2 separate regions of the Pan troglodytes genome follow, and region 2 is linked to region 1. Evidence: chromatin contacts called from public Hi-C data. All regions are on one chromosome and are shown on one strand. Each heading gives the region's core, a stretch centred on a gene start, on an enhancer-like site or on the middle of the called end of the contact. The rest is flanking DNA. Distances are from core to core; before and after follow the strand shown.

Region 1 (2,700 bases), core at 173-2,672:
AAGCCCCAGTCAGGCCCTCTGCAAATCTGAAAATCCAAGGTAGGGTCAGGAAGCTGTTGACTTGCCCTGCTGGGCTGGTGAAAGCAGACACGAAGTAGCAAGGCTGGTCTGTACAACAAGAGGCCTGAGCGCAACAGAGGCACTGCCGGCTGACAGAGTTCAGGCAGCAGGACGTTGGGGTGGAGGCAAGTGTGGGTTCCCTGCCAGACCACCACACTGTCAACTAGATTTCAAAGCAAGGGTAACTCTGGTCAGGCAGCAGGACGTCGGGGTGGAGGCAAGAATGGGTTCCCTGCCAGACCGCCATACTGTCAACCAGATTTCAAAGGAAGGGTAACTCTGGGTAGGAACAAGCAACAGAGTGGCCTTGGGGAATAGCACGTTAGAATCAATTCTGCTAAATCAAAGTTAGATCCAGGAAAAAAGAATTGAAGGAAGATGAGTTCTCATATTCCCTGATGGCTGCGTGGTGGCAGGAGCGGTGATGATTAGAGCAGAAAGAAAAGAAAAAATAAAATGATGATACTAAACACATACATTGTTTATTTTCTCCCAGGCAAAGTTCTAAGTATTTTATGTTCGTTAACTCATTCAATTCCAGCAACCACTCCATGAGGAAGAAATTATTATCGTGCCTATTTTACATGTAAGTAAACCAAGCCACACAGAAATTATGTCACTTGCCTAAAATCCCAGAGTTAATATGTGTCAAAGCAGATTCAAACACAAGCAGCCTGGCTCATACACGTTTTGCTTGATCAACACCAGCGGGTATCAGAAGCACCGGGAGGTAGGTCCGCTAGATAAGAAAGCAGCACACGCAGTCAAATTTGAATTTCAGATAAACAACGAATAATTTTTTGGTGTATGTTCCATGAAATATTTGCTAAAAGCTGGCAGCCCTACCTGAAAGGCTTGTTAAAACAGATCTCTGGGCCTCACCCCAACAGAGTTTGTTTCAGTAGGCCTGGGTAGGGCCTAGGAACCTGTATTTCTGTGAAGTTCCCGGGTAATGCTAATGTGGCTGGTCCAGAGACCACATTGAGAGCTGCTGATCTGCACTGTGGTGGCTGCACAGCATCAGCTTAAGTAGCAAAAACTCATTGCCAAAGTTTATAAATGGGAAGATTTTATCCAGAAATCCAGATTTTGACATTACATTAAAAATTTGAAAGATGTGGCCACACTAGGCCCAGGTCTTTTTTAGAAGTGGGCACATATTTATCCTGTACATACACACACACACACACACACACGTCTAATGCCAAAGGGCAATATTTTATCATTTCCTAAGAACGATAATAAGCATTACAGAGCATTTCAAAGATAGGAATTTATCAGGTCCCTGTTATGATTCACCCTGGTGAAATCCGAGAAGCAGGCAAAACCTGCTTGGGAGTCCCTCATCACAGGCCTGCATTCTTATGTAGTAACTGCAGCTGAATCGGAGCTGGTCCTTTCAGACAGGGCTTGGGCTCTCCAGTTTGCTGTGGTCCCAACTTCTCCCTCCTGTCTCCCTGCCATTGGCTGAGCCTCCTTGTCATTTATAATCATGTGTGTGGATTTTTCCTTCTTATCACAGGATTAAAAAGTGAAATATTTCTTATATCCATGTCTCCATCAAAAGTAGACCAAGTGTTTCTTAGAGGATGCTCTATCCAACCCATTCACTAATTTATATTGCTGCCTGGCCCCTTAGAAGCATTAGGATTTAAGCTGTTTTGTTTAGTTTTTCTTATGAAGAATTCCTATTTATGGCTATAAGATGATTTAGCAAACCCTTCATGCAAAGGGCAAAGACACAAACTTCTGCCTAGCTCAGGTTGATCAGACAAATTCCATATTACTAAGGGTGAAATTAATTGGGTTTATTGTATTTGTGAAATCCAAACACAGTTTCAATTATTATTAGCCACTAATGGCGTATAATGAAGGCAGAGCTTGTTAACTAAGCAAACAACTGGCATGTTTGTTTAAAGTGTAAATAGAAGGAAAATTCATGAATTAAACGAATGAATTCACTGATTGTTCTCCCTTGGCTGTAAGGGGGCATTCAGCTGCCACAATATATGTCACCACCTTTGTTAAACAAATTCGCCTGCTCAAGTTATCTTTATCCGGTCAGAGACCGTCTTAGTGGTAGCTTAAAAAGTAAATGTCTCTCTTAATTTTTCAAAGTACTCATCTGCATCAATAAATGCCACTAAGTATAAGGGATCACCTGGCTATTGGGGATTCATAAATAATTGAGCTTTTAAGAATAACAGCATATTTCCTAATCTCAAATTATGACTCCATGGATAGACCACCATGGCACGCTTGTCGAGATAAGGAGACAATATGCTTCTTATTTCCCAGGGTGGTCCTGGAAAATATGTGACAGATGGTCGTTCTCAGAGGTATTCAACTTAACAGCATGTCCCTCTGAAAGGTAATAAACCTCACCAGAAACAAAAATAAACAAATAAAAGTCTCTCCAAAGTCTCCTGATTTTAACTAACCTTTCCATTTAAAATTATGAGCCTTCTATTTCTTCTCCCCAAATGGAATGCATCAGGTTTATTGGATATCTACAGCTCAATCCCATTTCTCTGGATGGTTCCCTTGACTCATCATTCTTTGCATGTGTTCACCGTGGTGAAAATGTGGGCAAGGATCCCAGGAATTCCTTTCGTTCTAAAGAATTCTGCCTGCCCATGT
Region 2 (2,700 bases), core at 61-2,560, 46 kb after region 1:
AAGGCCCCACTCATCCCACACTTGGTTTAATGATCTGCTGTCACTGTCTTGAAACTCCTGTTAATGTTATCTTTGGACCTACACTTTGTAAGTGAAATCTGATGCAGCAATGGAGCATGCATGGGAGCAAAGAAGCTTGGTGCAAAATGAAAATATGGGACACACAAATTATGTGTGTCTGCCACCATTTCTCACCACCTCATCCATACTAGCAGTCAAAATGCCCATGAACAAAGAATTCCAGTGGACCCTCAATGCACGGGAATTCGGTGAGACTCAAAGTGAGTACAAGGTAGCCGTGTTACATCTAAAATTGAAGAAAATAGATGTTCTCAAGTCAGCAAGCACAGTCCTTCAGATCAAGTGATTTGCAGGTATGGTTACTCCCAGACAACTGCCTTCCCCAAACTGGTGAACTGCACTATTTCTGGTACATCTCAGTCTGGAAAGAAGAGGAAGTCACCTGTGGCCTCCAAGCTGCTTTACTAGGGAATGAGTGACACAGGCCTGCTATCCCAGTTGTTATGACCATTCGTGCTAAAGCAGCCTAGGAATTAGTAATTTTGGTCAGTTGTTTTAGTCAGCATTGGATTCGTTCATTTGCAGCTTTGGAATTTTTCTTAGTCATCAACAAATCTTTAAATTGGTGGTCACTGTCTGTAGGCAAATCTCCAGAGTGTTCTGTCAGAATGGAAAACAGCCAGGGGAGCATGGGTTGAGAAAACAGGAAGGATTTATATTATAAACATGTTACTCTGTCCGGCCTCTCATTTTCCTGGCTGGTCTGAAGTTATAGCTTTATTTGATACTTTGACATGGTTGAAATGAAAGGCAACTGGCTTAAATTACCTCGTTACAGGGAAGTGACTGCACCAGTATATAAGAAGCCAGGTTTATTCACCAAGAAATGTTCCCTGATATTCCGAATCAGAACAGATCCTATCAGGGCTGGGAAGACTTTCTGAAGAATGATAAGGGGTGCTGACCACAGTTTCATTCTAACTTCAGGCCAAGGTGTTTGCAAAGGGAGCATTCAGCTATCCTGGCTAGAAAACTAGGTGTCTTCCAGTCAGGAAAAGAGTCTGACAGAATAAGAAATCAGAAAGAAAAACAAATCTACTCTTCAGTGTATGAGGTGAATGTTATCACTGTTTTAATGTACATTCAAATAATATGGGCTACGCAAAGTAGGAAGAATGCCTCAGATACAGTATTTTCTTTCCCTCTGTGAATCATGTGGAACAGGCAGACTTATACGTGGACTGCTGAGGCTGACACTGAAGTGACCTCTGAAAGCAAACAGGCCAGAGAAACTGTTATGTAAACTGAAATGACTAGACATTCCAGGCCACCTCGGCCGAGAGTGGGCCGTGCTGACTACAGCCTGGTACCTGGAAATAGCAAGTACTTCTAAACAGAAAGGGGATAAATGCAAATCTTCTGTGATTTTACATTAAGCATTGTATAAAATTTTGTAAGTGATGGAAATCTAAAACACTTCAAAATTTCAGAGAAAGGCTTTATAAACTTGATAGGTAATAACAGAAAGGCTTTGCTGTTTCAAATCTGAATGGTAGGAAGTAAATTTAATCAAAATAGCAGGCAGCAGACTGAAAAGTATATAATACAATATGGACTAATGTGTCATTAGCTCATCTTCACTGCAATGAGATTAGCTTCCCATAGCATCATAATTAGATCTTGGAATTTTGCTGGGTTAGATTTATGTCCAAATGACATACAGCCAGAAATAAGTTTCATGCATTTCACACCAACATTTTGACTTATTTTAAATAAGGCTGCTATTAAAAAATCCTCACATTTTATAAACTGATTATGAGTCACCAAACTCTTCAAAATCCCTTAAGTAAACAGTCTAAAAAATCCAATTTGAACACTGGTTACATTGATGCTGGCTGTATTTTTAATCAACCAATAAGCTTTATTTGTAAAACCAAAGATTTGGTTTGAAAAAGACTTATATTTGATGTACTTCACACCAAAAATTTCCATATTCAAATAAATTGTTTTTTTAAAAATCCTCCAATTCTATATACTGATTGAAATCATCAATCTCTTCTAATGCCTTTTCTTAAAGTAAACAATCTAAAATTTTGAAAGGTAGCTTCCTTGATGCTTGAAGCTACCTTCAAATTTTAGATTTTACATGTAAAGCCTATTAGTTTATTAAAAACATTATTATGATTAGTTTTTAATGAACTAGTAGACATCATTTGTAAAATTTAAAGTTTGGTTTCCAAATGCCAGGAGGCCTGGATAGAATCATCAGAGAGGAGTCCTGTATTTCCTTTGTGCATGAGAGTTAATAGGATTAGGGCTGGAAGAATTGAATAAACCCTGAGCTGGTTAAGATGGATGTATCACATTTCAGAGTTCCCATTTCATAACCGGCATGCCCCACATTTCACAAAATAAAACACGCTGGTGAGCTTATTTAAATGATTCTTCAGAAATACACTGATTTCAGAAACTTGAAAAGGGCACGCATGTCCATTTCCCCCTTGAGCCACATGGCTCTTTGTGTGCTCGGCCCTCCTGGCTTCAGGCCGACTCCTGCTTCCCAGTCAGTGACTCCTTGCTACGGTCTGGTTACATGGAAAAAGAGAATAAAGACTTTTGTGTTCGGAGAATTTCTGTACGTAAATTAATAGTTTCTAATTTTCACAATGATGCCATTGG

What was found. A called contact is a pair of places that touch in the nucleus more often than the background predicts.
Region 2: a Hi-C map of stem cell-derived neural progenitor cells shows a contact between it and region 1, with 2.9 times the contacts expected there. The contact joins two enhancer-like sites. A contact is called at or near these places in 2 of 7 Hi-C or Micro-C datasets (blood and stem cell-derived neural progenitor cells).

What each region holds. Positions count from the first base shown.
Region 1 is chr11:43,587,834-43,590,533 of NHGRI_mPanTro3-v2.0_pri, forward strand. All of the region lies in intron 5 of AOPEP (aminopeptidase O (putative)), which reads right to left. Among named protein-coding and RNA genes, the nearest start is that of MIR23B, 170 kb to the left of the region's middle. Within about 2 kb of position 1,423, at least 10 of the 24 cell types and tissues checked have an H3K27ac peak or open chromatin away from gene starts, as enhancers often do. A contact at or near this core is called in stem cell-derived neural progenitor cells, where this site is marked.
Region 2 is chr11:43,634,436-43,637,135 of NHGRI_mPanTro3-v2.0_pri, forward strand. All of the region lies in intron 5 of AOPEP (aminopeptidase O (putative)), which reads right to left. Among named protein-coding and RNA genes, the nearest start is that of AOPEP, 140 kb to the right of the region's middle. Within about 2 kb of position 1,311, at least 9 of the 24 cell types and tissues checked have an H3K27ac peak or open chromatin away from gene starts, as enhancers often do. A contact at or near this core is called in stem cell-derived neural progenitor cells, where this site is marked.